Linked DNA regions of Gossypium arboreum: region 1 is linked to region 2. The links are chromatin contacts, called in public Hi-C maps. All regions are on one chromosome and are shown on one strand. The core of a region is the stretch at or near the end of the contact, and the rest is flanking DNA. Distances in the headings are between cores, read along the strand shown.

Region 1 (3,131 bases), core at 524-3,023, 380 kb after region 2:
CATGGCCTACGACACGACTGTATGACCCTATTTTGAATACCCACACAGACAGATACACGGGCTGGAACACAGTTGTACGTCCTATACATTGAATACTCACATGGCCTAATCACATGGCCATGTGACCCTTATTTCTAAAATTTTTCAATTTTTCCAAATTTTTTTGTTTTGTTTCAAAATGGTCTCCAAATGTTTTCAAAATGTTTTTAAGACCCCGTAGGCTCGATTTAAGGCCTATAAGAGTATTTTTACTTTAATTAACTTGAATTGTTGAATGTTTTATTTAATTTACTTAATTATTTTTATTTGAAGTTAAATGTTTCGAATTCTATAGTAATGCTTCGTAACCCTACTCTAATGACGGGGACGGGTTAGGGGTGTTACACCACATAACACGGCCCATGGTTTCACCTATTCAAGCAATATGTTAATTCAAACATATAATAAATAAACAACATTTGCTACATTTACTAAATATTATTATCAAATGAATTTTACCTTGTCACCAATGAGAATGTATCGGGGACATAGAAATGGTAGCCGCCACTACGCCCATGACTGTAGTAGGAGCATGCAACCACCAATTGACTTCTTATCTAGTTCTATCGCTTGACACAACTCCCGGTACAATGTGGCCAATATGGCTGATCCCCAACTCATGTTTGCATTCTTTGAAGTCGACTAGGTGTAGTAGCCACCTTATGTGTACCAAATTTCAAGATTTATCGGGCATTAGAATGCCCCCGAATAACTTCAAGATGAATGCTCGGGCATATTGCTCTTTGACGACATCAATCGTGTTCGGAAGAAGTTCTTTGAAATTATTTTTCAACCACTTTATATCTATCCGATCACATTGAAACTTGTTCAACACCTTTCATAAAAATGCCTCGTAAAGGTCCTCTTTATTGGGAACTACCGCTGACCCAGTAAGGACTGATACATCCACTGGTAAATCGAGTTGTAAAGCTACGTCCTCGAGTGTGATTGTACACTCACTACATAGAAGATGAAATGTTTGTGTCTCAAGTTTCCATCTTTCCACTAATGCGCTGATAAGTATAAGATCCAATTTGCAGCCCCCAAGCATATGAAATACATGTAAGAATCTGACATCTTGCAAATAATCGTGAATTTTGGTGTCTAGACTCATTGACAATTTTATATGAACCCCTCCAAAACACAATCATTCGTCTATTTATATCGACAAAATAAAATAATTTAAAATTTTAAAAATTAAATTTAACTTAATTAAAAAATAGCAAAATTTAAAATTTCTCCTTAACTTAATTGAAAAATAGCAAAATTTTAAATTTCTCCTTACTATTGTCTCTTGAGTGGCGAAAATGTGATTGTCGTTGAAACAAATCAAAGAACTTGTCATTCATGAAATTTTAATCGAAATGAATATACAAAATAATTAAATAAAAGTATAGTATTTTTAAACAAGTGTATAGGAAAATTTCGAACAAAACTTAAAAGAGTTGAGAGAATTGAAAAAGTTAGAAGAATTGAGAGAATTAAATTTGAGTGAAAAGAATGAAAAATGAACTGGTATTTATAAAAAAAAATTACCGATTTTAATGACAATTGGAGAAAAACGCATATAGCAGAAAGCACTTCACACACCCTATTCAAAAACACTATATTTACCTAAATTAAATAAAAGGCCTAAATTACGAATTTAAAAAAAAAAGAAGCAGCAGCATATAAGTCTAATTTAGCCCTAAATTATACGAAGATATTATTATATATAATTTTAAAATAAAATAACCGACTATTTATATACCAACTTGGTCGTGCTAGCAGTAGTATAAATGAAGGGCCTCCAAACTTCGTACTCATCTCGCGAATACCCAAATTTATTTAAAACCCTAAAAAATTGAAGGAATCATCAAAAACTCTGAAAGCCAAATTGAAATTTTAGGGAAAAAGAAACCATATAATGCAAGGAACAGATGAGCTAAGCATACATGACCTGGCTTCAAATCTCTCTACGTATAAGGAACAGCTTCAGCAGGTTTCCGATTTTTCTTTTGTTTTTCTTTTCAATTTTCGAGTTAATACTTGCAATTAGCTTTAATTTATAGTAGTTATTTGTATGCCGAAACAAACTTATAACGACCCATGTATGTGATTGGACTGAACCTCTTGTTTTCGATGAATTATTTGTGTCTAGGGTTTTGTTTTTATTACTACTATGTTAATGGATTATTTCATGATTAACTTAGCTTGTCGAGAAATTGGAAGAATTTTATGTGGACTTGCAAAACACGACTAATTAGCTGGTTTTGGTAAAAATCAGGTTAGACAGCTTCTGGCTGATGATCCTGGAAACGCTGAATATGTGGACATGGAAAAGGAGCTCGCTGAGGTGATTCTTGCATATGATTATTTTCTTTTTGCTTGTTCTTACATTTTATTTTTATTGTAGCTTTCTATTTCTTCTTGTTCTTTACTCTGACTTGTCGTGTCATGGTTACAATGCGGTTATTCTGTTTAGAAATGGATCCAACACTTACCGGCACCAAAAAGTGATCAAAGTATCAGTTTTAGTTTGTTGGCCTTTTTTTTCTTTTAGATGTTAAGTTTTTTGATAAGGTGAAGAAAATGTCATTTCTCTTCCTTCCGTCTTTTGAAGGAATCAACATGTTGCTCAATGAAGCAACGCCAATTAACTGCTAATGGTAATGGCTCTGCTGGAGATTTGTTTTCATTTCAGGGTTGAAAAGGTGAGGGCGGTTAATATTAAAAGAGTTCACAGCTGCAGAATGTGAACTTTAGGGACAAAAAGAAATTTCTGAAATATATAGCTTTGGAAAGATGCCCATCACTTTGATCTTGATTCCTTTGCAGGTGTGCTATGTGTCGTGATGGCCAGCCTGCTTCTCATTCACCTGATTTCCGATGTTCATCTTGAGATTCTAAGTTCGAAATATGATAACAATTCGCCCTTTATTATTTTACTGAACATATAGGTTCATGTTTAGAGATATGCTTGTGCTGAACCTCTGAGGTGCAGGTGATTGCTCTGACAGAGGAACTGCTTGCAACTGCAAAGCAAAATGAGATTTCTGGATCAGATATTGGGACTAGTGTCAGTGCAGCTGCTGCACAATCGAAGGTAATTG
Region 2 (3,230 bases), core at 392-2,891:
TGTTTTTGTCCCAGCCTTATCTGGCCTGTTTTATGCCAATGTAGTTGGAAAAAGAATAGCTTTAGGAAAGCCTCAAATCCTCGTTCCAGCCGATATACCTGGTACATCCGCAGCAGTCATGAACTACCTCGCTCCTTATGTTGCCAAGAAGAACCACTTGGCTTATTCATGCTTTTGCTAGCCTTCTTTCAAGGAAATCCTTCATAAATGGTTATGGGGCCTTCCCATTTACCTCAAGTCATTGAGTCCTTTTGGGTGACTGGATGGACTGCTCAACTTTGGTGTTTATACTTCATCTGGGTGTGAAGTTCTCTAGTAAAAATTATCTGTTTGAGATGATTTTTTTTCTTTAATATGTTCAGTAGAGCAGATATGTTACGGGGTTCAAGTCGTCATGTGATGCCGAACTTCATTTCTATCATTTCTTCATTGTTTTATGGATGCACATTGATTCTATAAATTTTGCAAGTGTTAATTATAAAAAAGAACAGTTAATTTAAAACTTATGTTATCATTTTTTAAAAATAAAAATTACTCTTAATTTAGTTTCGTATTGTATCATTTCAAGTTGATCATTTGGAGTTCTGATTAATTTGGGTTTGGTTGGGTCGGTTTTGGTTAAATCAAGTGTGGGTTGATCAGATTTCTCCAGTTCGAATCAAAATTAATAAATCATTAATAACAACTTTATTGTTTTTCAATTTAATAGAAGTGATACAAAGCTTGTGTGCGGTGTTAACTCTTAAGGAGTCTAATTTTGTATTTTTTATTGAAACTTTAATGCATTTTGCTTAAAAGAATTACTAGCTGCGTTGAATTTTGATACCGGGGTTGGTCATAGCGTGGTCTTGCTATGCTTTTGAATTCAATTGATAATGGTACTGTGATTGGTAATTCTAATAACCACATTGATATGTCTAATGAGGGTGCAAATGGTTCTAAATGGAGGTTAATTGGGGTGTATGGCTATCCTAAGTCTAGGGGATTTTTGGAGGTCTCTTTCAACTATACATGGTTTGTCGTGGGTGAGTATAGGTGACTAGAAACCAACATTTTGTTAATAATAAATGGGGAGGAGTTATTTATCCTTCATGGTTGGAAGGATTTTGACAATGCATTGATGACTATAATCTATTAGAAATACCTCTTTTGGGCCACTACTACACATGGGAAATGGGTAGAGGTTCAGAGTTTGTCGTCACATGGAAATGGATAAAGGTTCAAAGTTTTTCGTCATGGACAGGCTTGATAGAGCATTCATTAATAAGAAGTGCTCTCTACTCTTTCCTTATCATAATTGTATAATTTGGTGGGTGCTAGATGATGAGTCAAAACTGAAATATGAAAACATAAGGGAATGGAAGAAATGGTGCATTTTGAGTCCAAATTAACGAAACGGTGCACAACAACTTTCAATGAAAACAAGGTGTTTTTACTCTTTATATATATATATAGAGAGAGAGAGAGAGAGTTGTATCTTGGCTGGAAGGTTATGCAATCAATCATCACGATTTCTATCAAGTCTCTTTCTCTCTTCTCTTCCTCAATTTTCTCGCTTCTTCTTCTGTTCTCTCCTTTATGGTTTTGCTCTTAACAAAGGTATTGGAGCTTCAATGTTTCTCCATGGCTAAAGATGGGGTCATTACGCGTTTGCAGAAGGAAATGGGTGTGCTGCAATAGGAGATAGTGAAGATCCAAGGGAAGTTGTCTCAAATCGATGCCAAGTTAAAGGCCTGGTTACAGAGGTTCAAGGAAGACTTTAAGGGTGGGATTCGACTGGAACTTCATAGTTTATTTGAGTAATATTTTGGTCATCCTACCTCTTTCAATAATGTGGCTACAACTCAGGCCAATGGAAAAGGGATATTGGGAGGGTCACCTCCTAGATGGCCTTTTGGAAGGACCTCTACACTCTTTGGCCACTAGAATGACTAATCTGCATCAATCCCATTTTGGACGCTGTTAGAACGCTTTATCACCTAAACTGCCCACACTTTGATGACTCTAACTTCAGAGGTCGGTGGTTAATGCTCGAGCAATATTTTGCAATTGAATGGTTGCTTGATAGTGACAAGGTTCGTACTGTGATGTTGCATTTAGAGGGAAGGGCATTGGACTGGCATCACTTTTATGTCCAAAATTGGATTGGCGCGCTTCCTTAGATAAGTAGGGATCTAAATTCAGTTCCTTAATGACCCAATAAGCTTTTTTTTTTTCGCTAATTTGATTGGCAAATGATATTTTTTTCCGTAAACTAATTTGTATGGAGACATACCCAACGGAGTTTTGTAAGCTATTTGATATGTCAATAATGCATCATCCAATTATGTACTCCAATCTTTTCGACTTGGGTTCACTGTCTTCTCCAATATCTGTTTGACTTCCCGATTCGATACTTTTGCTTGCCCATTAGCTTCAGGGTGGTATGTTGTGGTGATTCGATGTTTCACGCTGTATTTTGCCAAAGCTGTCTTTAATTGCTTGCTACAAAAATGTGATCCTTCATCGCTAGCAAGTGCTCTGAGAGTCCCAAATCGAGAAAAAATATTCTCACGTAATAATCAAACTATAGCCTTAGTGTCGTTGACCAGTAACACTACTACATCTACCAATTTAGATACATAGTCAACTGTTAAGAGAGTGTACTGATTGCCAAAAGAATTGAGAAATGGTCCTATAAAATCAGTGCCCCACACGTCAAAAACTTCTACTTCCAAAATTCCAGTTTGCAGCGTTTCATCCTTTTTGATATGTTTCCTTGTCGCTAACATTTTTCACATCATTGAGAAAATTCGTAGGCGTCTTTGATCATTGTGGGCCAGTAAAATCCCTATTGAAGTATTTTCTATGGTATTCTCCTTCCTCCAAAATGCCCCTCACATGGTGACGTATGACACTCTAGCAAGATGTCTTCCATTTCCTCTTCTGCCACGCATCGTCTGATCAGTTGGTTTGTGCACTGTTGAAATGCATAAGGTTCTTCCCATATATACTTACGGGCATCATACATTATTTTTTTTCTTCTTTTGTCATCGTGCATTTGCAGGGAACATTCCTCTAGCTAGATAATTGACAGTGTTTGCGTACTAAGGTGTTTTGTGGGTCAGCTGCATTACTTCATGGTGGATGGCTTGAAATAACAGTTCATCAATAAATCTTTCATTAATTTTTTTCTTATCTTGTTGACTAGCTTCAATCTCTAATCGTGAGAGATGTAACACCCCTAACTC

The links. A called contact is a pair of places that touch in the nucleus more often than the background predicts.
Region 1: a contact with region 2 is called in a Hi-C map of leaf, with 3 times the contacts expected there. The contact joins the promoter of LOC108486270 here to the enhancer-like site in region 2. A contact is called at or near these places in 2 of 5 Hi-C or Micro-C datasets (both in leaf).

What each region holds. Positions count from the first base shown.
Region 1 is chr6:66,271,087-66,274,217 of ASM2569848v2, forward strand. It overlaps LOC108486270, which reads left to right and starts at 1,774. Exons shown (of 8, transcript XM_017790233.2): 1 at 1,774-2,020; 2 at 2,306-2,374; 3 at 3,023-3,124. The coding sequence starts at 1,946.
Region 2 is chr6:65,894,985-65,898,214 of ASM2569848v2, forward strand. It overlaps LOC108486444 (protein MANNAN SYNTHESIS-RELATED 1-like), which reads left to right. Exons shown (of 7, transcript XM_017790500.2): 7 at 1-502. The coding sequence ends at 181. Among protein-coding and RNA genes, the nearest start is that of LOC108486444, 5.4 kb to the left of the region's middle. Within about 2 kb of position 1,642, at least 2 of the 2 cell types and tissues checked have an H3K27ac peak or open chromatin away from gene starts, as enhancers often do. A contact at or near this core is called in leaf, where this site is marked.